4 separate regions of the Mus musculus genome follow, and regions 1, 2 and 4 are each linked to region 3. The links are chromatin contacts, called in public Hi-C and HiChIP or PLAC-seq maps. All regions are on one chromosome and are shown on one strand. The core of a region is the stretch at or near the end of the contact, and the rest is flanking DNA. Distances in the headings are between cores, read along the strand shown.

Region 1 (6,674 bases), core at 3,006-5,505, 370 kb after region 3:
TAAAATCCATCTTTGCTGAATTTTATCACCAAAGGGAATTGGGTTGCAGTTATTTTAAAGGGCTGGAGAGATGTGTTGGTAGTTAAGAATGCTCGCTGATCTCCCATAGGACCAGAGTTCAATTCCTAGCACCCATTTTGGGTGGTCCGAAACAATCTGCAACTTAACTCCAGGGGCACCCACATGCACATGCTCACCTACCCGCACAGACAAACATACATACACATACATTAAAAATAACTCTTGTTTTTTAAAGAAGAGAATCTTAAGTTCTGGGCCAGTGAGATGGTTCAGCAGACAAAAGAAGCTTGCGGCACAGCCATGACAGTGTGTGGTTCAATCCCCAGGAGCCAGAGCTGACGGAGAGAACCAGTTTGTCCTGACTGCCACACCCATGCCTGTACTTACCACACACACACACACACACACACACACACACACACACACACACACACACACACACACACAGTTTAAAAACCTTAATTCCTTTTCAGAAAAGAAAAACTATGACCCCCCCCCCCATGTGAAAATCAACTGTTTGGGAGAGTAGTCAGTCATGTGCCTCGTATCAATATAAATACATTCCATGAGGCTATTTGTCATTTAATGATCTGTCCACATTCTATTTTAGATATTAACTCTTTTATGTCAAGCAGAGAGATAACCAGAGAAGCCAAGCATTGGAAAAGTCTGAATTAGGGCTTCTGAACGTTAAATGTGGTATGACTGTATGTATGATCATACAGATGGATGGATGGATGGATGGATGGATGGTTGGATGGGTGGATGGTTGGCAGATGGATGATGGATGGATGGGTAAATGGAAGGGTGGATGGATGGGTGGCAATGGATGGATGGGTCGGTGGGTGGATAGATGGATGGGTGGGTGGCAGATGGATGGATAGAAGGGTGGATGGATGGGCAGGTGAATGGGTGGACAAATGGCAGCTGGATGATGGATGTATAGGAGATGGATGGATGGATGGATGGATGGATGGATGGGTAGGTGGGTGGGCAGATGGATTTTTGTGATGCTGGCTACCAAACTCGGGGTCTTCCCCTATGCTAGGCAAGTGCTGCACCACTGAACTATATCACTACCTGGAAGATACTTTTCCTGAAGTGAGACACTGAATTCCATAGAGAATAAATGAAGAGAGAAGGCCTGGAGAGATGCTCAGTGGTTTGGAGTGTGTACTGCTCTTGCAGAGGACCTGAGTTTTGTTCTCAGCAACCACAATACGCAACTCTGATCTCTTCTAGCTTCCAAGGGCACCTGCACACATGTACACACACACACACACACACACACACACACACACACTTAAAAAAAAAACTCCTTGAAGAACATAGCTCACTATGTCCCAAGTTAATACTAGATAGTTCAGTTATATTGGTTTACAAAGTAGACCTACAAAGAGAATTACAGATCAGGAAACTAAGGCCTAGGAGACTGAAGTCACTGGAGGTCACTTCAGAGGTTCACATCTCACATCTATGAATTCATTTCATTTTACCGTGTAGAAACAGAACCATTTGATCATGACTTGTGAGTATCCACGCACTAACAGCACAGCTGCTGTTCTGAGCTAAGTAGAAACAGCTTAACTTTGTTTTTAAATCGTGTGTGTGTGTGTGTGTGTGTGTGTGTGTGTGTGTGTGTATCTGTGTGTGGTGTCTCTGTGTATATCGGTGTCTTTGTATGTCTCTGTATCTCTATTTGTGTGTGTGTATGTGTGTGTCTGTTTGTGTGTCTCTCAGTATATCTGTGTGTGTGTGTCTGTGTGTGGTGTCTCTGTGTGTGTCTCTGTAGGTCTCTGTATCTGTGTGTGTGTCTGTGTGCCTCAGTGTTTCTATGTGTGCCTCTATGTAGGTCTCTGTGTGTATGTGTGTCTGTGTGTCTCAGTGTCTTGGTGTGTATGTGTGTGCTTCTATGTAGGTCTGTGTGTGTGTCTCAGTGTCTCTGTGTGTATGTATGTGCCTCTGTGTAGGTCTGTGTGTGTGTATGTGTGTGTATGTGTGCCTCTGTGTAGGTCTCTGTGTGTGTGTCTCAGTGTCTCTGTGTGTATGTGTGTGCCTCTGTGTAGGTCTGTGTGTGAGTATGTGTGTGTGTGTCAGTGTGTATGTGTGTGCCTCTGTGTAGGTCTGTGTGTGTGTATGTATGTGTGTGTCAGTATGTATGTGTGTGCCTCTGTGTAGGTCTGTGTGTGTGTGTGTGTCAGTGTTTCAGTGTATATGTGTGTGTCTCTGTGTAGGTTTGTGTGTGTCTGTGTGTCTCAGTGACTCAGTGTGTATGTGTGTGCCTCTGTGTCGGTCTCTGTGCACAGTGCTGAGGTCTCAACCCAAGGCCTCACATGCCAGGCATCTGTCTCTCAGCCACGCCCCAATTCTAAAGCTTAGCTTTTGCCTTCCACATTTCTTAAAATGTAATAAAAAAAGACAGTGTAGATGGATAGACAGATGGACAGAGGACTGACCAAAAAAGGAACTGTCCCCGAGTGTATGGTATTGCTGGCACAGTGCCCCCACGCCAGTTTTTGTTCAAGGTCCAGGTTTGGACCTTAAAAGCTTGTTTGGAGATTTCCAAAGAAACATTCCGCACTCTGCACACTACAGTAAGGCAGGCCCCTGTTGGAGAGGGTTGTCTTCAACAGGGAGAAGCTTCAGGAAGGACGCATGGACTGAAGAGGAAAAAGCAGGGGGCACCTACCAACCCAGCCATGTCAGCCAAACCAACGTAGTGATCAGCTCATGGCAGATGGCACAGCCACATCAGCCTCATGCCTGAGGTCAGGCAACTCCCAGTGTAGGTGGCGTGTCACCCTGCTACTGAAGAGTTTAGACAGCGTTTAAAAACACCGTGTCTGTAGGGTGAGCTGTAGCACAAGGCTCTGCCTGCGTTACTGCAGGGTGCACATCTCCCATTCCCTTCTGTCCCTCCAGACCCCCAGCTCCCTAAGCCTTGTTTGGGGAGGCATTGGTGGAAGGGGCTGTATCAGTTGGGAGTGGGGTTCAGAGAGGAGGGCTGGAAGGCCCTGTGAGGGTTCTGCCTCCGTATCAGGAGGCAGGAGGATGGCGTTCACACATGCTGGAAATGATCCATCAGCATCCTGTTCTCTTCCCAAGGTCGGTCTCACAAGTCAGCATGCAAGAAAAAGGGAAAACCAGAAAACAACATGGCAGCCAGACCAAAAGGAAATGGGTGGTGGGATCCTTCAGCAAGCACTCAGATGCCCAGGACCAGAGGGGGCTGGACTCTGAGTGTTCCTCAGACTTGGGGCATTGCATATTTGTAATGAGCTATCTTTGGAATGAGACTACAACTTAAACAGACAATCAATTAAGTTTCACATACACCTTCTACATATAGCACCAAAATAATTTATATGACATTCCTAGTGCACCTGCATTTTAAATACATTCATTCCATGTTATATTATATATTACATGCATGGGTGTGTTGCCCGCGTGTGCATGTGCACCCTGTTGTTCATGCCTGGAATCTTCAAAGACCACAAGAGGGAATCAGATCCCCTAGAACTGGAAATACAGATGGTCGCGAGCTGTCACGTGGGTGCCAGGAACTGAACCTGGGTCCTCGAGGAGAGCATCAAGTGCCCACATTTTGACACTAACTTCTAAACACTTCATTTCCCCGCCTGTAAAATTCACACGTGGAAAAAAAAACCCAAGTGAGTGGGGCCAATATCTCCCAATTCAGCGTTGGAGTGTGTCCGGCCTTGAGTCTGTCCTCATGCTGAGTCAGCATCTCCGGAGGAATCCCAGGATTCCACCTAGGCAGCGGCGAGTCTGTCAGCTCTGGGAGGTCTTCCTCAGCCCTGACTGTGGCCTTAGGTGGTCTGCATTCTTCAAGAACCAGGAAACCCTTGTACTGGTTTTTACTACGTGACTCTTCTCAATTTTCTTTCAAAGGAGTGTTCTGAAGAGAGCAATAGCAAGCTTGCGGCAGATTGGTAGAGGCTTAACTGGGTAACGGGCTGACAACATAATCGGAAAGGTTCCATCCATGACTGTTGTAAATTATCCATCCTTGAGGAATGCGAAACTGAAAATGCAGCCTCCCTGGAGGTTTTCATTCCGGGGAGCAAGGACCGCAGCCCTCAGCCGCACTCCCTCCAAGGACACAGGCTGAGATGCTGGGGGATGTCCTGAAATCCGCTAACAGAAACTGTTGCTCGGTTGGTGGGCTTCAGCCATTTCCCATGACGAGGGCACCATCTTGTGGTCGGTGGGTGAACCGACGGGAAAAGTCTAGAAATTCGGGCTGGGAACTCTCAATGCTTCTTATTCCCAGGCCTGCGCTACCTCCAGAGAGTCAGGCGTCTTTTGAGATCCTCAGTCAATTCAAGAGTGGAGTGTGGTCCCGATATGAGACCCTCTTGTGACTGCTTCGGAGCTCCCTCCCTTTGGCAAGCTTAAATTCCTTCTCTGGGGGAGGGGCTCTGCCCTGGGCTCTCACTCCTAGCTTGGCTGTTCCTAAACAATGACTGGGAACTACAGCACTGTTCCCCTGTCTGTGTGTCTGACTTGGAGTCTTGGCGGGAGCCAACCTGTGGGTAGGAGGGTGGGGGGCTGGGAGGGTGAACTTAACACAAACTGGAATCATCCAAGAGGAGGCAACCTCAACTGACAAAACGCCTCCATAAGATTGGTCTGCAGGCAAGTCTGTGGAGGCATTTTCTTGATTAATGATTGGCTGCTGCCCTGTGAAAAGTAGGCAGTTCCTTCATGGTCTCGGGTTCAGTTCCGGCTTCCTGCCTTGGCTTCCCTTCTATTATAACTGTAAGGTGAGCTAAACCCTTTCTACCCCCAGGCTGCTGTAGGCCATGGCGTCTATCACAGCCATAGAAAGCACACTAGGATGCAGTCATGTGCAACACCACACACACACACACACACACACACAAACTCACACTCACAAGCACACACTCACACACACTCTCAAGCACACACACTCACCCACACCCACACACACACTCGCAAGCACACACCATGGGACTTCTGAAAAAGTTGCCCAGACTGATGAGGCCCAGAAATACAAATAGTGTCTTATTGGTTGTTTTGTGTCGCTATAATAGAATAAATACCAGAGACTGGGCAGCTTATCACAAAGAGATATGTGTATCTATGGAGGAGTCCGTGATGGAGGTACATCTGGTGAGGGCCTTTGCTTTGCATCATCCTGTGGTGGATTTTATAATTGTGAAAACTACATTCAATGTTAGACAAAGCATTCTCTTCACACTCTGTTCCCCGGACCTGGAGTTATAGGCGGTTACAAACCACCACGTGGGTGCTGGGAACAGAATCTGAGTCCTCTGCAGGAGCACCAAGTGCTCTTCACTGCTGCCATCTCTCCAGCCCTGTCACACTGTTCCCAGAATGCATCTCCTCCCTCATTCCCACCGCCGGTTAGACTGTCTGCTACCAAACCCAGCATGGCTCCAGGGACTTGACCTGACTGGGAGCCAAGAGGGAACGAAGAAAGGACAAACAGACACGGATGAGGAGGACATGGAAATCAACCTTGTTAAGGAAAACATGGGATGAAGAGCAGGGGGTGAAGGGGAGGGGGCTGCACAGGGTCCTATAACTCCTCAGAGAACCCTGATCTGCACTATATAGCTTTAGATCTAAGATGGCTCCCAGGACACTGGTGAGACAGCAAAAAGGAATGGAAGCCAGGGCGGTGGCTGCTTCCCCCATCTTCATGGAAGTCCTAACAGGTGAGTTACCGCATCAGCCAGGGCTTTCATTGGGACATAGTGATGGTGTGGCGAGATATGATTGGTTAAGGATTTAGGGGCTTGGGGTTGGCTCAAACACTGTATATAAGCTTAGGTGTTGGGCAATAAACTCAGACCTGCAACCCTGATGCTGGTTTCCAGAGACTGATTCCTAGGGTCCGTCACATGACTCTGTCACATGACTCTGTCACCCCCGCCCCATTGGTCTTATTTCTACACAAAGACACACAAAGAAGCTGAGATCTGTCGAACCATACTCTGATGAAGAACCCGCAGCACCTTGGAAGCTCAGCGTGCTTATTACATACATTTGAACAGAGAGGTGGGGTCATCACATACAACTGGACGAGGAGGTGAATTACTGCATACAGACTAACAAGGACCACTGAACTATTTAAATGGTTGGATTTTATATGTGAATGTTTCTCAATGAAGTTGTTAAAAACAGCATATAAGTATTCACTAACCATCCATTCATTCACTCACTATTATTCAAAGAACCAGGCAGAGACACATCTATGTGAACAGGAGAAACTCCCTGGCCAAAACAGATTCATAACCTCTTAGGGACAGACAGACAGACACAATGTAGTGAGCATCAAGAATGGCTTTGTCTGGGGATGTGGAGGATTGTCAGCCAGAAATCATAGTGAAGGGTATAGACAGCACAGGGTTGGCAGAAAGGGGCGGAGTGTGAAGCCCCACCCCTCGTCTCTCCCTTATTAAATGAGTACTGAGTGCTAGTTCAGTACAGTGCTTGCTGGGTGCCAAGAGAAATGACTAGTTACTTCCGGAAACCCAGAAGAGGAGGCAAATGACTAGAATATTATTTTTCTGAATGTTTAAAGAGAAGTGAGATGTGACCTGTCCTCTGGCTTAACCATCATCCCCTCTTAGAATCCAAAC
Region 2 (6,020 bases), core at 1,951-4,450, 340 kb after region 3:
TTTGTTAAGGAATTTGAGAGTATCTATTTATGATAAGAATTCCCTTCCTGCTTGCCTTTATTTTGTATCAATTTGGTTAAGTGTAAACACACGGAAATGTGTCATAGCTACCCATGCTACGTGCTTTAAGGCAATGTGAAGATAAGGCGCCTGGCCTCCGCAGTAAAGCTTACTCCTATGCCCAAGTGCCTGCTAGCTTCCATGGGCAGCAGTCAGGTGCCGCATAGACCACTTTTATAAGATGTTTTTGGCTTTGTACCACTTAACACTAACACCTTTTTTCTATTTTGGGACATCAGTGTATCTGTTTACAGTAGGGTAATAAAATTCTTATAAGACAATGTTAAAATAAAAATAATTTTGTGCTGGGTGTGGTGGTACAGTTCTATATTTTAGTGCTCAGGAGACGGAGACAGGAGGATTGCAAGTTATAGGCCAGCCTAGACTACGTGATAGGCAGGATCCTCAAAAATAAATAAATCAATAAATAAAATAAATAAATAAATAAAATGCAACACGAAATCTAACAATGTCGTAAAGGAGCGGTTGTCGCCGTATGTGTCATGCATGTGTGTGTGCGTTAGGCAGGTACTGTCCTGATGGGCTCTGCCCCTATTCTCCTTGCTCTAGTTTATATGCCTCGACAAGTACATTGTTAGGACCAGTGAGATGGCTCAGTGGGTAAAAGGGCTTGTCAGAAAAGCCTAGTAGCCTGAGTTCAGTCCCCGGAACCCATGGGAAACTGACATGGCAAGGCAAGGCACGCCCCCGCAACATCACCACTAATGATAAGTAAAGTAATTTTTAAGTAGATCATTAACCAGGGACTGTAGAGGCTAAGGCAGGGGGAACACAAGTTCAAGGTCAGCCTGGGCTATGTAGTGCCACCTATTTATTTATTTATTTCTAAATTAGGTTTGGGAAGATGGCTCAACTGGTAAAGTGCTTGCCATGGAAGCATAAGGCCCTGAGTTTGGATCGCCAGCAGCCATATAAAAGTCGGGTGCAGAGTCCCACTTCTGCAGTCTCAGTGCTGCTGGAGGTGGGGCGGGGGTGGGGCACAGACTCAGAGACAGACAGCCCTGCAGTCCACGGTCAGTCATTCTAGCCAACTGAGGAGCAGCTGAGAAAGATACCTAATGTCAGCCTCTGGCTTCACACACACATGCACTGCACACCTGTATATACATACGTGTGCTTGTGTGTGCTTGCGTGTGTGTGCTCACAGGAGCATGCACGTGCACATCCCTTCTCAAAAACATTGTGTGTAACTCTACTGCATGGTAGGAGTTGTTCTATTGAATCCAATGTGGTCTGTGTGACATCGATATTGACTTTGCGGGGTTTCTTGATATATTTAAATTTGCTTTCAGGGCTGATTAAAGTGCTGCCAAGCCTTAGGACTGGAGATGAAGGTGGGGAATCACATGGTAGAAAGAGAAAATTAACTCGCACAAGTTTTTCTCTGGCTTTCACATGGAATGCAAGCGTAATTTTAAAAATTACTTAAAAAAAATTTTTTTTGGTGATTGTCTTTAAATCATTCTTTCCATAGTTCATTTAGTTCCTTTAATGTGGCTTAATCTGAAGGTCTTATAGGGCTTTATGAAACTCAGGTAGCACTCCCTATGGCGTCAACCATGCAGATGATATCTTGGAAACCTGCAGAGGTGGGCGGCCTCTTTGTGCTGACTGCAGCTGTGCTCTAAGTTGCTGCTGCATTTGCTGCAGCTGAGGAGCTCCGTGGTTGTGTGTTAAATGTCAGCAGCCTGCTAAGAAAGATTCTGTTTAGTCTAAACTTTATCTTAATGACTAGTTTTCAATAAAATTGAAAGGATGTCAGTCACTTCCACAATTAGCTAAGATTGATTTGTTTCAAAATTAAGCATATTGTCAGGTCATCTTGTGCAAGTTTGTGTGCGGGATGAGAGGAAACTTAGATTCGCACTTGAAGGGTTTTTTGGAATGGCCTTTCTTCTACCAGTTATTTCTCCTATTGACTGTTAATTTATCAACCCTTCTTTGAAAAAAAAAAAGTGAGAAGAAAAGAGGCCACAGCACTATCACATCTCTATATGTGAGCTCCTTAAACCATATGGTGATTTCTAATTAGAATACAAAAGACTGGGTGGTAAGACTCACTCCATAGCCTGGGCAATGAGGGCCTCACAGAAGGAGGGGGCGGGGGTGGGATTCCAACAAGGACATTTTTGAGAGAAACTGGAGTCTATTCTTGTCCTTATCCTGACAGAAGTCTGTCCTGAATGTGTTCAGACGCATAGAAGTCTGATAAAGTTTCTGAGGTGCTGATTAAGTTGGTGTTTGGAAGCTAGTGATCTCATCCTGAGAGCTCGATCCTCTCAGCCGGTGGCTTGACTTGGTTTTTCTCATTCTCAAAACACCCTCAATCTTTAATTCCACGTGTACCCTCTCAATGGCGATTTCAAAGGATACTTGCTGGATGCTTGACTGCCTTGCCTATTTGCTCTTGTTTTGCATGCAAGAGAGAGCCAGAAGCTTTCTTCTCATTGTGTACACATAGTATTAATGGATTTACTCCGCCTGTATTGTCTCATTACTGGAAACATCTAGAAGCTCAGAAGTCTTTCAATGTATGCAAATAAGGCAGGATCATCTACCTGAGAGTTAATATTCACTGCTTTTAAGTGTATTCTAAATCTAATGTTTGTATTTAGAGCATAACATCCTGTTCTCCTTTTTTTATGGGCAAAAAGCTAAGCAGGCTCAGGCAGCTGTTTGATGTTGGCTTCAAGTGTTATTAATTTCATATTCTATTATTCTTTTCACTGTAGCACAAGTGAGGCTGATGTGGAGGCCGTCGTGGATAAGTTGTTTGATGAGCTGGCTCAGAAACAAAATGATTGTACGTAAGTTAATTTCTCTTGAAAGAGAATACATTTAGAACACAATGCCCAATCTCCACTGACCAATTAATAAGTTCCATTGCTGTATACGGGTTGATGCCACACTCAAGTGGCCGTCATTGTATCAGCATTTTCTCTAATTTATGTGTTGAATCATGTGCTATTATTCATCAAGCTATGCATTTCCTATCTGTAAGAGATGAATTTTATAGTAATTATCCAGACAAGATTGAGTCTTTGTTCATGTTCCCATAGTAACTAGCCCAAGGATTCTGAAAGTGCAAGGCAGAGAGCTGCGGCTGAATAAAGCCTGTGGAAGCGTTGCCGACTGCACATTTGAAGAGCTGTGTGAGAGAGTAAGTATCCAGGCCTGGCCAGACTCACTGGCCTTTTCACATGTTAAAATACTTCATGTTTTCCCCTCAGCCAGCTTCAGATTTTAAAACGCCATTCACAGAGTCAGAACGGAGGAAGAAATCTCCCTAAGGGACATTTTTCATCCATTTACCGAGCAATGTTTGTAGGTTCTGGCACAAAATCTGCTCTTTGAAGGGCTTTCAGGAAAAAAAAAATCAGAAATGCAGAGACAACTGTCAACTGTTGCTGGAAGCAGAAGCAAAATCAGTGTCATATATGGCTCTATTGTGAAAGTCACATGTGAGGGGAGTAAGGAAAACTGAGGTGTAAGGGATGGCAAGATGGCACAGTGGGTAAGGACACTTGCAGCCAAGTCTGGCCATCTGAGCTCTGTTCTCCATGGTCCCACATGGTGGAAGAAGAGAGAGCAACTCCCACAGGTTGCCTTCCAGCCTGAGCATGGATGCATGGAATAAATGGTAAATGGAAAAAAATTTTTTTACAAGGAGAAAAAAAATGAGGTGAGATTAGTGGGGATGAGAAGCAAGATAAGCAATTTTACTGTGATCTCAGGAGACGCGGGTAAAGAGCTGCATATTTCAGATTCATTGTTCAGCTGCCATGCTGTCTGAGCTGCTGGCCAGGTGAAAGAACATCAATTTAAAAAAAAACTATGACACTGGTATTATAATAGAAGTAGTTTATCTCACAGATGGAATATTTGCACACACACACACACACCCATATCAGAACATCTTTGACCACAAATCCTCTGTAAATATGAAGTCTTTTCAAAGTGTGGGGGTCTCAGTGCTCAGTAGAATACTCGATGTGATTATCCTGTGTAAATCCTGAGGCGCTCGAGTAACTTTCCACAGAGTTCCTCAATCGAGCATCCTCCCAGGCCCTGATTCCTGGCTTTAGCTAGTCCAAGCAGAGCTGTTTTGAGGCACAGAGAAGCTTGCTCTCATTTCTATCTGCTGAGTGTTAACCGAGTGTGCTTCTCAAAAGCCGCTGAGCTACTCCTAGCAGGCAAGCATTCGTCACCTTTAAACCACAGATGAGTCCAACCCGCAGTCATTTAGCTCTTTAGAAGGAATACAATTAGGATTAATTAAGACTCTGATGGAGAGGCAACCTCTGATCCCCACTGTGGCTGGCACGACTCCTTCTTCTCTCCCAGCGGCAGTCTTAACCCCCTATTACCTGTACCTGCAGGGGGAAAGTCCACTTGGACTTGTGCTTAAGTTTCACTGTCTTTGCTAAATCAGACTCCCTGGTCAAGGGTAAAGGCCCTCCTCTCACTGAGGAGGCCTCCAATGAGGGGAACCGGCAGGCCGTGGGGTCCTGGAGGAGGTCGGGGCCCTCTCGTGGAGCACGTCCGAGGGTCGGCGTCTCTCGACTAGGTTCATTAATTCTGGACACTTGGTATCAGAGAGGGGTTGTTTAGAATCCAAAATCCCTTATCGTCTTTTTTTCTGTGCAGTGGGGTTGGAGGGAAGAAGGTTAATCAGGATTTAATATTGAAAAATGAAATTAATACCGACACGGCTCAGCTTTATTTGACAAAAGTTTGGGCCTCATGACAACTGTGAACCAAATTCTCAAAATCAACAATAAGACAAGACTTCCATTTATTTTGGCGTAACCAACACACTATTGTATCCTTCACTTTGTGACTGGCTGTTCAGTTGCATAGGAAACCCCTTCTATAAAATGCTCCAGAATTTCATGATTTCTTGCTATCCTTTAATGCATGAACATTCCAGTTGTTTTCTTCTGGAGTTTTTAACGGGGTCATTACCACAAAATGCCACTGACTGCCTAGCTTTCTCTCCTCTAGTTAGATAGACCCCCTCACTTGCCAGTGACATGCACGGGTAAGTCAGCATTGTTCCCTTGTAGCTGGGATGTTTTCTGAATCAGACAAGCCCTGAGTGACTGACAGGTCGTTGGCTCGGAGATGCAGTGGGATGTGGTGGGATGCAGCGTAAGCTCACTATGGAGAACTCTGAGGAAGGGCTAAGTTTTTAAGCGGTCAGTTCCTTACTGCCATTTTCTTTATTATGGTGGTTTTTGCATTTCTTTGCAGCTTTATAATTGCGACAATTCAGAGACTGAATGTTCCACGGAGAGGATCCTTGAGATCAATCAACTTCAGATTAAGCCTAAAACTCTTAATTAGTTATGATGATCTTATGAGCAGACTAAGTAGCTGCCACAAGATAGTCAGGCAAGATAAAAACAACACATCCAACCCAAGTCCTTGAGTAAACACTGGGGGCTGGGTCCACGTTTGGGTCACACAGTGTAGTCTCTGGAAGGCCTGAGACCCCCTCAGCTGCCACCATGGACATCATTAGGAGAGCATCGTCCCCTAAGGAGCAAAAGACTGATACTGCAGTGAGGAATTTTGAGCCATGGGGGGAAATACTATTTTTGTGGACTTTTAAGTGGGTAGCAGCTTGTGTATCCGTGTGTAAGTTAAAGAGGGAATGGAAGGTTTAACTTGAAGTACTGGACGTGCTCCATAAGTCAACCATCCCACCCTCTGCACCCCTCTCCCTCCCTGCTCTAAGCATAGTCTCACATCTGTAACCCTGCAGATCAACCTCTGCTTTCGTGGTATCTCTAGTATTCTCTATTCTATCTCTTCACAAGTCTGATTCAGCATTGCCATGCTTAGATCAGTCCAGAATAGGACCCCCTAGCATCCATATAAAAATGACAGCTAACAGAACCATGCATGAGGAAGCCATCATTCCAAGTGTTCGTTAT
Region 3 (6,765 bases), core at 797-3,296:
GTGGGAGGGCACAACGGAGAGGGAGGGGGATGGGTTATAGATGGTGGGAGGATACAAGGGAGGGGGAAGGGTTACAGATAGTACAAGGGAAAGGGAGGAGCTACAGATGGTGGGAGGGTAAAACGGAGAGGGGGGTCATAGTGCGGAAGGTACAACGGAGAGGGAGGAGTTATGGATAGTTGGGGGTACAACGGAGAGGGAGGGGAAGGGGAGGTTACAGAGGTGGGAGGGTACAAGGAAGGGGGAGGAGTTACAGAAGGTGGGAGGGTACAACGGAGATGTGAAGCAGGAACTTGGAGAAAAGGAGATGTAGAGTGGACAAACTGTTACTGTGAGGAGATGCCAGCCTGTTACTTGGTAGACTACTTTAAAGACAGGGTTGGGGCTCTGTTAGTACACAGCTTGTCTAGCGTGGACAAGTCATGGGTTCTATTCACAGCTGCATAAAACCAGACCATAGTGACACGTCCGTAATCTAGGCACCTGGGAGGGGAAAGCAGGAGGGGTCAAGTGATCCTCTGCTACTCGGTGAGTTCAAGGCCAGTCAGGGCGACAAGAAACTTCATCACAAATAAATACATTAATTAAATTAAAATAGAATGAAAAGACTCCCTAAAAACAGCTTATTTAATGTAACTGCTCAAAATCAAATACAACGCTGCATATTAAAGTCATAGAGAAAGGAGCGAATCTGAAAAATACTGCATGCACTCCTATTTAAACTGCCTTGAAAGCCAAATCTTTCCACAAAGAGTGACTCTGGACTTTACTTAATGCAAATGAATGTCCCCATTTACAAAAAAAAAAAAAATCTGCTTAGTAACATTAGGCTAGATTAAAAACAAGATACACCTATTGACATTTCTATTTAGTTTAGTCAATTACGACCTCTAAAGCAACTGAAGCCACATTTTTCATGAGACTACTTGGCCCCTCAGGACGCAAGAACCATTTCCACCCCCAATCCCTGTGTCCTCCTTATTTTTCCTTTACCAGGCAACCCTGTGACTCTCACGGTGGCCGACACCGTAATCCTTTCCTAATTTATACAGTTCTTAGAGGCAAAGACTGTGTCTTCCTCTTTTGGTTTGCCTTCATTAAGTCCTTCACATTACCTTCCAAGTGACCAGGAAAGCTCTCGAGTTACAGAGAAGGCAGACTATCCTAAAATGGCAACTCACCGACCACGAACTATTACTGTATGTCGCTTTGTGTGGCCTCTCTTTGTCCCCACTTTCCGGATGAGAAAACAAGCAGAGAATGTCACTAACTTGCCAGAGAACAAGCTGATAAACAGGATGGAACCGAACTCAATACTTTGAAAAATAATAAAGGTCACACTGATAGAAACTGGTGGCTCTGGGTATGTTCGCTGCAATGTTCCAGCAAACCTGTCCCAAGAAGATGCCGGCTTACAGCATCCAGGGGGACAGCATTCCAAGCCATAAGCCCCTAAAGTCACCCGCTTGTTTCTGATACCCTAACTCCACAGACCGTCCAATGCCGTTTCCTTACTTTCCCAACCCCCCCCCCCCCCAGGTGCCGAGGCTGCTCCTCTACCCACCCCGATGTTTCGGCTGATGTTGTCCATCTTGATTGCGACCTGTTGGAAGAGCGGGTAGCAGGTCTGGCAGAGGCGCACGGGCCGAGCGCTGCGCACCATACAGGCGGTCAGCTCGGCGCTGCTATTGGCGAAGTCCATCAGCAGCTCCCGGCACTCAGGCTCCAGATCCGGCAGGTCCGGAGGTAGCAGTGACAGCGGCCCTAGACCTCCGCCCTGCAGCAAAGACAGGGTCAAGTCCTGCACCTCCAACAGCTGCTGCTCCGACAGCAGGTCCGCAAAGCCTGGGTGCCGACTGCTGGTGAAGGGGAGCGCGCACAGGGCGCACCTCCACCGCAGCAGCTGCAGCAGCAGCAGCGCCGGCAGCCACCGCCACGGCCACCCGCTACTGCGCGCCAGCTCCGCGTCCCGAGCCATCCCCGGGCCGGACTGTAACAGATAGCTCGCCCGGTGCTTCCGACAGCAGCCGCTTCCGGCTTCGGCCGGCGCAGGCCCTGAGTGGAGTCACGAGGTGAGTGCGTCACGGCCCCGCCCACCTGCCTCCGGAGGCGCGCGGGTGTGAGCGCGCCCCGCTTGGAGGTCTGTAGAGCTGCTGCAACCCCAGTGCATCCCAGGCCTCCGTCTTGCACGCTCTGCACCCTGCAGTTCCCCGCCTTCCATGAGCCTGTGGAGTTTGTTCTGGTTGCTGGAACTCCAGGGAGATGACTGCCGAGTGAGCTCCCAGAAAAACCCAGTAGACTGATGGTTTGGGCAGGTGTTCATTTTCATTGGCTCTGGATTAGTAAAATTTCTTCATCTCCTCTGGAGAGTGGATAACATCCGTTGGCAGTTCTGGTTTTGGAACTTGTGGCTTCAAAAGGCTTGATTGATTGATTTTAATTCTCAACTATCTACCCCGAACAGAACTTCCTGGGGTGATGAATATAGTCCACGTCTTAGTTAATAGGGAAGCCACTACCCACATGTAGCAGCTGAACCCTTGAATTGTAGCTACTACGATGATAGAACTAATTGTCCAATGTCACTTAATTTAAATATAACTATCTGACTAGTGACACCTGTGTACGGCTCGGATCTGGGTGTAGTGTTTTAGCGCAATAGAAATCCTACCTAATACATACACTTGAGCATACCCCACTATGTTATTATTATATATTCTATATTATACGATTATTATACCATATATTACATAACATATTGTAACATAATATGTAATATTAATATATAACATGTAATATGTGACACGTAGCATTTTATGATATGTTGTAATATGTTATATTGTATATTATGTAATGTATAATATATGTTATGATAATAAATATGTATACATTATATAATATTAATACATATAGGTATTTTTCTTCTTGGAGACAAGCCTCATGTAACTCAGGCTAGTTCTCTAACACACTAAGAAACATGTTTGCGCTATACCAGAGAATGGCCTTGAAATTCTGATCTTCCTGCCTCCCTGCTGAAAGTGCCACCATGTACCCCCATTGCCAGGTGTTTGTGGTGCTGGAGACCAAACCCAGGGCCTGGTGTGTGCTAAGCAAGCAAGCATTCTGTCAACCCAGAGACATGAGAGAGAGAGAGAGAGAGAGAGAGAGAGAGAGAGAACCATAATAACAAATCAAAAGAAAGCCTATTAATAAGTCATTGCAGTAGACACTGGAATAAAGCAAGAGGCCAGGATATAATGTGCTCAAGAGTAGGATGTGAGGGGTGGGGACATCCATGTAGAGACAGAGGTATGGGGAGGAGGTACGGGATGTGGATCAGTCGGAGAGTTGGGGGGGGTAATAAAATATGGAGTGTAAAATAATTAATTAATTAATTAAAAAGAGAAAGAAAGAAAAAAAAGAATAGGATAGGAAAAAAACCATTGTAGGGCCATCCAGCAAGATGGTTCAGCAGGTGTTGTGTTCATGGTTCCAGGGGGCTAGCATCCACAGCGGCAGGGGAGGCAGCAACAGGCTGGAGCAGGATACTGAGAACTCACATCTTAAACACTGAGCACAAGCTGAGAATGAATGGGAATTGTGGGAGTCTTTACATTCTCAGAGCCCACCTCCAGTGACACTGCATCAGGGCTGTACCTCCTAAACCTTGGCAAACAGTGCCCCAACGGGGGACCAAGTGTTCAAAGGTCTGAGACTCTGGAGTTATTATCATCATGTCCTGGTCTGAATGAGAATGCCACCATAGGCTCATATCTTTCTATGTCTACTCCCTAGTAACATACTGCTTACAGAAGATTTAGGAGGCATGGCCTTGTTGGAAGAGGTGTCATTGGGAGTCGGCTTTGAGGTTTTGAAAGCCCATGCCAGGCCCAGTGTCTTTGTCTGTGTGTGTGTGTGTGTATGTATGTATGTATGTATGTATGTATGTATGTATGTATGTATATATTTGTCTGATTGTCTATCACTCCCTCTCCGTCTCCCTGCCTATGGATCAGGCTGTAAAGCTCTCTGCTACTGTGTGCTTCCTGCCATGATGCAGTGGCCTAATTCTCTAAAACTGCAAACAAGCCCCCAGTCAAACGCTTTCTTCTATATGTTGCCTTGGTCGTGGTGTCTCCTCACAGCAATAGAACAGTGAGTAAGATACCCCTGAGTCGGGTAAAGATGCTTACTATCAACCCCAAGGACACAGTAGAAGAGACTTCCCAGGTTGTCCACTGACCTCCACAGGTATGCCTAGACACATACACAAAATTAAAGCAAATGGTTTGGAAAGAACAATAAATGTGTGTAGCAGGACTAAATCAAGCTTACAGGAGCCGCTGCAGTAGTATTTAGGGGGCATTATAAAGAAGCTGTCTGCTGGGCTTAGAGGTGAGTCAGAAACTTCTTCCAGGAGGAAGAGATCTTTGAGGTCTTACAGGGTGAGCAGGATTCCTTAGCAGCTTACAGCATCCTAGGAGAAAGTAGCAGCAGCTACTAGAAGAAAGGACTCTTGTCTTACGGCTGCAGCTGTGCGCTCTTGTTGCTTGAAACTGCTGTTGCTGCACTGATGGACCGCAGGGATGGAGCTAAACCTGAACCACCTGCCTAGGACTTTCTCAAATGCTTTCCCTTCAGCCTGTGGGCAACAAGAACTGTTAACAGAGTTACAGTGAGCGTTTTAGGTAGAGAACTCTAGCAACAATATGTAACTCCCCACCCCCTACATCATAAAACTGAGAGTGTGTCATTAAAGGAGAAGACAGAAACTGTATAAAAGACATTGAGGTATGTCTGGTGGGAAAGAGAGAGGTTTGACTAAAGAACTATGATCCAGGAAGAATGAGAACCAGTGGGTATTTTGGCCTGTATAGGTTAAGATAACCAGGCAGATGGTAGTGCCATGGTTAGGGACAGGGACACAGGGAAGGGAGAGCATTGGGAAGGACACAGAAGCTGTGAATCCAGCTGAAACTGGCCACTCAGGATGGTTGTGGTGGAGGTGCCCAGAGAGTATTTAAATCGCAGATGCAATGCCTGCCAAGGATTCAGAGTTAGGAGTCATGCAGGCTGGTTCTTGTCAACTTGACCCAAGCTAGAGTCACCTGAGAAAAGTGAACTTCAATTGAGAAAGTGCCTTGGTAAAATCAGCCCTTCGGCAAGCCTGTGGGGCATTTTCTTGGTTGATGATTGATGTGGGAGGGCCAGTCCTCTGTGGGACTTGGGAGCTGGGTCAGCAGGGACAGAAATCACTTGTGTGTCCTAGTTGTATGTCGTGGTTTGGCTTCTGTTGCTGTGATGAAACACCGTAACCAAGAGCAGCTTTGGGGAGGGAAGGGTTGGTTTGCCTTACACTCCCACATAGATCATGGAGGCAGGAACTCAAGTAGAGCCCATGGGAGGAGGATGCTTACTGGCGCCTTCCCAGGCTTGCTCAGACCTTTTACACAAAGGACCACTAGCCCTGCCCACAGTGTACTGGGCCCTCCCACATCAGCCATCCAACCAAGAAAATGTCCCACAGCCCAATCTAATGAAAGCAATTCCTCAACGGAGGTTTCTTTCTCCCTAGGTGACTTCAGTTTGAATCAAGTTGACAAAAATTAGCCAATATACTGTACAGATGTGAGGACCGGAGTTCATACTCTCGGAAGCCATGTAAAAGTTGTGTGGGCTGGCAGCCTACCTGAAAGGAACAGGAAATACCCAGAGAAAGCCAGCAGCTAGCCAGACCAGCTGAGACTCTCTGTTCAGCAAGGGTCACTGTCTCAATATATGAAGAGGAGAGCCATCAGAAAAACACCTCACATCACCTCAGGCTTTACATCAGCATGCACCCACATGTACACATGCACACACACATGCACCCGCACACATACATGCACATACACACACATATGCACACACATGTACACATATACATACACATGCACACACACACATAACACGCACCCACACATACACATGCACACACATAACACACACCCACACATACACATGCACACACATAACACACCCACACATACACATATACCCATATGTACACATGCACCACACATAACATCACATGCACCCATACAAATGCAAACATGCACACATATATGCATGCACACCACACGTACATCAAGAGACTAAGATTAATTGGTGCTTATCAGAAATTATTTTATTTCTAATGAGCTTATACCATAAGTGAATGTATAAGTAAGATCACAAGAGAGGTCGTGAATGGAAACCAAGTAATAGAAAGTAGAGCCACTGCCTAACTTCTGGTCATCTCTAGCCTCTTGCCTGCACTGATATACTGTCAAATGCTAGCAAACGGGAAAGGCGAGAAGCCCACGTGGTCCTCTGGCTTCCATTTAGTACAACAAATGCCCGCAATAAGTCAACTTACACAGAGAAAAGTTTCATTTGGACTCATAACTGGAGGTGTCAGTTTCAGGTTAACTGGCCCCGCATGTTGGGCTTGTGTGAGCCAGCACACCATGCTGAGGAGCCTGGAACAGAGCAAAGCCATTTACCTCATAGGAAAGAAGGGGGTCCTGGGTCACACCTCCTAGGACACACCCCCAAGACCCCACACACTGAGAAGTACCCCCACCTCCCAATAATGTTGAACATTAGGCTTTTAACACGTGAACCTTTAGAGGAGACTCTACTGTTCGGATGGTGAATGAAAGAACAAGTCTGGATAGATAGCCAGCTAACAGCAAGTATTAGTCTTCCAGAGGACCCAGGTTTGGTTTCCAGCACAACTGCCTG
Region 4 (6,674 bases), core at 2,757-5,256, 280 kb before region 3:
TTCCTTTGTCCCCTTATCATCCTAAACTCTAGCGTCCAGGAGGGGACCTGTCTGCAAAAGCTGACTCATGGTTCCTGAAACCAGGTGATCCGGATAAAACCCAGTCACCAATGTTAACTTTTTTGCTTAACCCCTTGTGTCAAAGTATGATTGGTCGATGCAGTAGCCCGCCCTGCTCCTCCCCACTTTATGTCCCCATCCTATAAACATGTTGTATAATCTTCCTTCAGAGATGAAGTTTATTCAGACCCCAAACTGGTTACTCTCTGCGCTCACAGAAAAGCTTTCATTTTTTAGCTTGGGTCTCTGAGGTGAGTTTTCTCCGCTTCTACCCGAGTCCAACAATTGGAAAATAAAAACATAAAGAAAAGGATGTCATTTCAACAAGCAAATCAACAACTGTTGTTGTTCAAACTCTCTTACCAAGTAAGGAAACACACGAGAAAGAGTCAGGCTAACGTGAGAGAAGTCACGGAACTTCAGACCTCGCTTTGGTCCCTCCTGCACCATCAGACACTGCCCCAGTGGCTTTGCATTGCTGTGAGGGACAATAACAGGCTTCAGCAATGCTTGGAAAGAATGTGGCCTGTCTTTTTTAAGGACCAGCTCCAAAGGAATGTACTAAAAAATATTCTGAGCAATGCAGCATCCTTGGAACATGTGCCTAGGCTTTTCAAGTGATTTCTTTGAAGGCGAAACACTCGAGTTTTTTGATTTTGCAAAAAATCCAGTCACATGATTTTACTCTTAAGGTTCCCCAGTAACTACTTACATGCGTGTGGATGGGCCAGGAGTTAGAGAAGTAGGGGAGCCCTTATTATTCTGGAACTGTTCTCCAGGGAGGAGGTGAGTGAAGATCAGAAAGGGATAGGTGGAGTTATCTTCTACCTACTTCCAGTGTGTCGGGTATTCCCCATCAGTGCGAGGATGGAGAACTCGGCCCCGAAGGAATCTGGCATTCTTTTTGAAGAGGCATCATGAGGAAAAGGATGTTGTATCAACAAGCGAATCAACAACCGTTACTGCTCAAACTCTCTTACCAAGTAAGGAAACACACAAGAGTCAGACTAACATGAGTGAAGACATGGAACTTTACAACTCAACAAGGTGCCTTGCTGGTAGGATGCATTGCTCCTTCAAAAAGCTCCAGTAGACTGTTTCCTTTCCTATTATAAATTATAGACTTATTTATTTGTTTGTTTTTAATCAAAATAAAGCATCTTCAGTTCCTGCATCACAGATACAGGGCCTCACCATCTCTGAGTGTCTTTTTCATAGTTAATGTAGCACGTGACCACCTAAGCATGAACAACTTCTCTGCTTACATGAACAGAGCATTTTGATGAGATGACAGATTTTTTTTTCATTAATCTTCTCATGGTGTTTGAAGACTATGACATGTTTGGTGTCCTTGCTGGTGAGTTGTCTTAGTCACCATTCTATTGTTGTGAAGAGACATGATGACCATGGCAATTTTTATAAAGGACAACATTTAATTGGGGCTGGCTTACAGTTTCAGAGGTTCAGTCCATTATCTTCATGGCAAGAAGCATGGTAGCATCCAGGCAGACATGGTGCTGGAGAAAGAGCTAATAGTTCTACACCCAGGTTGGCAAGCAGCAGGAAGAGGCTGAGACAGGATGCCTAGCTTTGGGTTGTTGTTGTTGTTGTTTGTTGTTGTTGTTTTGAGACAGGGTTTCTCTGTGTAGCCTTGGCTGTCCTAGAACACACTCTGTAGACCAGCCTGGGCTTGAACTCATACAGACCCTCCTGCTTCTGCCTCCTGAGTGCTGGGTTAAAGGCGTGCTATCATGCCCAGCTTTAGTTTGGGTGTTCAGCAAGGTCACATCTACTTTAACAAGGCCATACCTCCTAGTCCTTTCAAACAGTGCCACTCTCTGATGACCAAGCATTCAAATATATAAGCCTACAGGGCGGGAGGAGGGGGGCAATCTTATTCAAACAAAACCACGAGTTTTATGTCAATTTGACTCGAGCTAGAGTCATTTAGGAAGGAGGACCCTCAGCTGAGAAAATGCTTCCATAAGATTGGCCTGGAGAGGGGTCAGAGAGACGCTCAGCAGTTGAGAGTTCAGGGTGCTCTTGCAGAGCTCCTGAGCTCAACCCCAGCACCCATATGGTGGCTCACAACCATCTATAACTATAGTCCTATGGGATTTGAAGCCTTCTTCTTGTGGACAGACAAAACATCTATACACATGAACTTAATTAATTAATTAATCAATCAATCAATTAATAGCTGGGCATGGTAGCGAATGCCTTTAATCCCAGCACTCAGTAGTCAGAGGCAGGATCTCTGTGAATTCCAGACCAGCCTGGTCTACATAGTGAGTTTCAGGATAGCTAGGGCTACATAGTGAGACTCTGTCTCAACAACAATTTGGCCTGAAGGCAAGTGTGTAGTGCATCTTTTCAGTGATTGCTGTAAATTCAGTGATTGCCCATCCCATTGTAGGTGGTGCCATCCCTGGGCAGGTGGTCCTATGGCTATATGAGAAAGCAGGCTGAGTAAGCCAGCAAAAGCAAGCCAGTAAACAGCATTTCCTCTTTATTGGCTCCCGCCTCCACATTCCTGCCCAGTTTGAGTTCCCACCCTGACTTCCCTTGGTGATGAACTGTGATGTGGCAGATGAAAAGCAAAACCAATCCAAATGCTTATCTTCCCCAAGTTGCTTGCCTTTGTTAGGGTTTCACTGCTGTGAAAAGACACCGTGACCAAGGCTACTCTTATAAAAGAAAACATTTAATTGGGGTTTGGCTTACAGTTTAAGAAGTTCAATCCATTATCATCATGGCAGGAAACATGGCAGTGTGCAGGCAGACATGGTGCTGGAGGAGCCGAGAGTTCTATGTCTAGATCTGAAGGCAGCCAGGAGAGGACTATCTTTTATAGGCTAGGAGGGGGGGGGGTCTGTCTTTTCCTAACTGGGTAGAACTTGGGCATAGGACCACAAAACCCACCCCTACTCTTCCTCCAACAAAGCCACACCCACTCAAACAAGGCCACACCTCCTAATGGTGTCACGTCCAATAGGCCAAGCATATTCAACCCATAACATTGCTCTTCCATGGTGTTTATTGTAGCAATGGAAACCTAACTGCAGCCTCTGGGCACAACTCTTATATGTGTCTACTCTTCTACCACAAAGACAGGGAGCCGAGTGTTGAGATCAACTAGCCAATGTCTGTTTGTGGTGTAGATTTGGCTACTGCATGGATAAACTCTATTAAACAGACAAAAATTTCAGAATTTACTTCACCTTGAATATTTGTATCTGATTCACGGACATCTGTGACTCCCTGAGAAGTAAACTTTTTCACAACCAGAGTTGTGCAACAGAGAGATAAGCCAGCTGCTCAGGGAGGGAACTCCCTATGATGGGAAGAAGCCAAGCAGAGAGCTTCGCTAGACTGTAGGGAAGGCGGTCCAACCCTGGGTGGGGAGGCAGAGACATCACACGATTTTAGGCTGCTTCCTTTTGTGGTGAAAGTAGCCTTTGATAGTTCACGGCTGCAGGAAAATGACGCCATGTCTCATTTCATGGTTTGAAGAAGCATGTTGTTGGTTCGTTCCCGTGCCGGACCCACTGGTAGACTACTTTTCTGCCTCAGCGCCGTGGCGCGGGCCATGTGGTCAAGTAGGTGACAGAGCAAGCCTGAGTGGTTCATGGATATGTTTAGAGAGAAAGATGCTGCTGTCCCCACACTATCAAGAATCGCCATTCTGTCACTGCCAAGCCAGTTCTCCGCCCTCTTCTTCTTTGTCATCTTCCTGTTCTGCCATCCTGTGTCACAGTATCAACTCCTGGTCCCAATGGCAGCTGGCCTGGGAAACGGTGTCTTGGTAAGTGTGCCAAGAAGCCCAAGGTCTCAGGTAGGAAGTCTAGCAGGTTGGCCAGGGGCACAGCTTAGGGAAATGTACAGCTGGCTGCGTAGCACAGCGTCTCCAGACCAGTGTGTGCTCGTAAGTGCAGCACTTGGTGCAGTCTTGTGTGCTGACTGTACTGTAGCCACAGAGGAAGTTACCACAGGAAGTGTCCCAGCTGTTGCTTATTAGCATTAAAACAAAATTACACAAAGCAAATTGTTAGCAGACATGTTGCCCTAATCTTTAACTGGTGGCAGTAAATAAGAGTGATCCTCTTTCAAGTAAATACTAGATTTCCAAAAACCCAGCTTCCAATTGTCCGTGAAGGAATCCTGTGGGATGAGGCTAACTAAGCCTTGGAGGGAGAGACACAAAGGGGCTGCGGCTCCAGCATCCCTAGCTCTGCAGAGCCCAGAGTGGGCTCCCGGGCAGCTGGTGCTAACTTGGCAATATGGAAGGACGCAGGACCGTTGGTGCCTCTGGACATCTGGACATCTGCTGGATTCCCCCAGGGGCTCCCAGTCTGGACCTCTCATGGAACAGAGCAAAATCATGTGGCAACACACAAGCAGAGCAGGGACTCAGCTCTGAGTGTGTTTATGTAAAAAACAAAAGCAAAAAACCAAAACATGTCTTTATCCATGATCTAAACAGTTCGAGCCTGCCTCCACTGGGGAAAGTGGGGTAGGTTATCTTTTGAGTGCATATCCCGTTACTTATGCACTGGGATAGCTCTCCAGGTATCCTCTCTCTAGAATAGTTCTCAGGGAGAGATCAGAAGGTCCTTCAAGACTTTCTAATGATGACTGTGTTCAACAGAACATTGGGTGTTTCTAGTTTTCTTCAGAGATTCAACAAACCCTTCTAAAAGAATATACATTTAATTTTAAACCCATTTTAATTTAAAGAATTATTCTGTGGCATCATCAGGTTCTGGCTGTCATGGGCAGGGGCGGTGGGCACAAACGGTATTGTACGGTTTTCCTAAGAAGTGTATAATTTTGTTCATCTGGTTTGATTCTCAAACCCTCAGCCCAGCATCTCTTCCCAAGTTATCAATTCTGAGCACAGGTTTTGCTGAGGCGTTCTCTCTGCTCTTTTATTTCTGAAAGGGGAAAAAATTGGCAATCCTGTGGAAGAGAAATAACAGGCCCATGTCCTCCCTGGCAGACATAAGTGAAACGCTTAGGCAGTTGTTCCTGGCCGAGGCCTCTCCAGTAAGGCCTTTCCTGCGGCATCCAGGTCCTCAGGTCCTGACATTTCCACTCAGCTGATTCAGAGGAACAAGTCTAGGCACCAGGACTGTTCTGGTCATCTAGCTGTGCACAGAACAGGCCCTGCTACAATAAGAGGAAATGCCTACACGTAACAGACCATGCCGCACCAGACCATGCCGCGCCTCTGCACTACAAAGCTGGAAAGATATTTGAGAACATGCAATAGCTGCTATCCTCACAACCACTTCTTAGATTTTTCAACTCCAGTATCTGGAGATGCATAGACACACACACACAGACAGACACAAATATACACACACAGGTTTATAGACAGGCACAGAAAGACATACAGACACACACAGAGACATCCTTTTTTTTTTTTTTTATAAACATAGTGATCTGGTTTCAGAAAGTGGCGACTCTTTTTTTTTTTCCTTAAGATTTATTTATTATATTTGGGTACACTGTAGCTGTTTTCAAACACACTGTAGGCTGTTTTCAAACACACCAGAAGAGGGCATAGGATCCCATTACAGAGGGTTGTGAGTCACGGTGTGGTTGCTGGGATTTGAACTCAGGACCTTCGGAAGGGCAGTCAGTGCTCTTAACTGCTGAGTCATCTCTCCAGCCCCATAAACAGACACATACACACACAGAGGCACAGACAGACACACAGAGAGAGATACACAAATACACACACAGACTCATACACACAGGCCACATCTTTTATCTAAAATCTTCACAAAGGGAATAATGTGTTTCATAAAACATTTAAAATGCTTTAGGCAACAGAACTCTCTTGAAACCTCCCTCCCCCAAGTGTTTAACAGACAAATGTAATTGGAAATGTTTGGAACATGAGCACCCACACTCTTTAATTTGGAATTATGCAAAATGTGATCATTATCCACTCCAAGCTGAAGCAATGCTGTGCAGCTGGAAGAGCAAGCCTGTGAACTATCAGGTGTGAGTTCAAGTCCTGCTCATCTGGGCCAGGGTAACCCTTACGGTCTGACCCTGGAAGGTCTGTTTAGAGGAAGTGGCCTTGCATGTTTTACATTTGAGAAGCTATTTAGCTGCGCTGTTTGACAAGATTTTTGAGAGGGATGAAAATTAATTATACTTGCAGTATTGCAATGCTGATTTGGTCAACTAATTAGATTCTATGAAAAAACAGGCAAGAAGAATTGGTTCCGCTGGGCCTTCTGTGATGTGGCAGCCCCTCATTCCAAGACTAATGAGATTGCTTCTTGGTGTTTTGTTTTATTTTGTTTTGTTTGGCCAAACCTTAAATATCTGGAATTCTACAATTGAGCTAATTTAAGGCTTCGTGTGAAATAAGACATCATGTCTGGGGACACAGCTCCGTTCCTCCACAGACTTGAACTGGGTTCTAGCTCTCCTTCAAAAATTATTAGAGGCCTCCCCTGACTTGTTTGGCCTTGTTTTAACTTGGGGCACCAGTGAGACATGGGTAAGTTTAGGCAGGACATTTGGCAAGCTTAATACCACCACTCACTAAGGAGCCCGTGTCCCTGGAAGAGGCACCGTGAACCTCCAGGGAAGGG

The links. A called contact is a pair of places that touch in the nucleus more often than the background predicts. HiChIP or PLAC-seq counts read pairs in DNA pulled down with a chosen protein or histone mark.
Region 1: an H3K4me3 HiChIP or PLAC-seq map of forebrain shows a contact between it and region 3, with 7 times the contacts expected there. The contact joins the enhancer-like site here to the promoter of Ostm1 in region 3. A contact is called at or near these places in 1 of 39 promoter capture datasets (embryonic stem cells), 1 of 15 datasets of contacts at CTCF or cohesin (the NIH/3T3 cell line), 1 of 484 Hi-C or Micro-C datasets (bone marrow-derived macrophages), 14 of 115 datasets of contacts at active chromatin or transcription factors (bone marrow-derived macrophages, craniofacial prominence, embryonic basal ganglia and 7 more) and 2 of 9 other capture datasets (adipose tissue and liver).
Region 2: an H3K4me3 HiChIP or PLAC-seq map of stem cell-derived neural progenitor cells shows a contact between it and region 3, with 16 read pairs. The contact joins the enhancer-like site here to the promoter of Ostm1 in region 3. A contact is called at or near these places in 1 of 39 promoter capture datasets (embryonic stem cells) and 8 of 115 datasets of contacts at active chromatin or transcription factors (cardiomyocytes, craniofacial prominence, embryonic basal ganglia and 4 more).
Region 4: a Hi-C map of double positive thymocytes shows a contact between it and region 3, with 2.6 times the contacts expected there. The contact joins the enhancer-like site here to the promoter of Ostm1 in region 3. A contact is called at or near these places in 1 of 484 Hi-C or Micro-C datasets (double positive thymocytes) and 4 of 115 datasets of contacts at active chromatin or transcription factors (bone marrow-derived macrophages, effector CD8 T cells, large pre-B cells and 1 more).

The regions. Positions count from the first base shown.
Region 1 is chr10:42,305,887-42,312,560 of GRCm38.p6, reverse strand. No RefSeq gene overlaps it. Among named protein-coding and RNA genes, the nearest start is that of Foxo3, 33 kb to the right of the region's middle. Within about 2 kb of position 4,255, at least 23 of the 459 cell types and tissues checked have an H3K27ac peak or open chromatin away from gene starts, as enhancers often do. A contact at or near this core is called in forebrain, where this site is marked.
Region 2 is chr10:42,337,046-42,343,065 of GRCm38.p6, reverse strand. Afg1l (AFG1 like ATPase) reads left to right here. Exons shown (of 13, transcript NM_145743.2): 9 at 2,814-2,884; 10 at 3,141-3,241. Among named protein-coding and RNA genes, the nearest start is that of Foxo3, 63 kb to the right of the region's middle. Within about 2 kb of position 3,200, at least 26 of the 459 cell types and tissues checked have an H3K27ac peak or open chromatin away from gene starts, as enhancers often do. A contact at or near this core is called in embryonic basal ganglia, forebrain and stem cell-derived neural progenitor cells, where this site is marked.
Region 3 is chr10:42,674,197-42,680,961 of GRCm38.p6, reverse strand. It overlaps Ostm1 (osteopetrosis associated transmembrane protein 1), which reads right to left and starts at 2,046. Exons shown (of 6, transcript NM_172416.3): 1 at 1,565-2,046. The coding sequence starts at 1,978.
Region 4 is chr10:42,959,648-42,966,321 of GRCm38.p6, reverse strand. Scml4 (Scm polycomb group protein like 4) reads right to left here. Exons shown (of 9, transcript NM_172938.3): 9 at 5,540-6,674. Among named protein-coding and RNA genes, the nearest start is that of Gm5079, 28 kb to the left of the region's middle. Within about 2 kb of position 4,006, at least 124 of the 459 cell types and tissues checked have an H3K27ac peak or open chromatin away from gene starts, as enhancers often do. A contact at or near this core is called in bone marrow-derived macrophages, double positive thymocytes, effector CD8 T cells and 1 more, where this site is marked.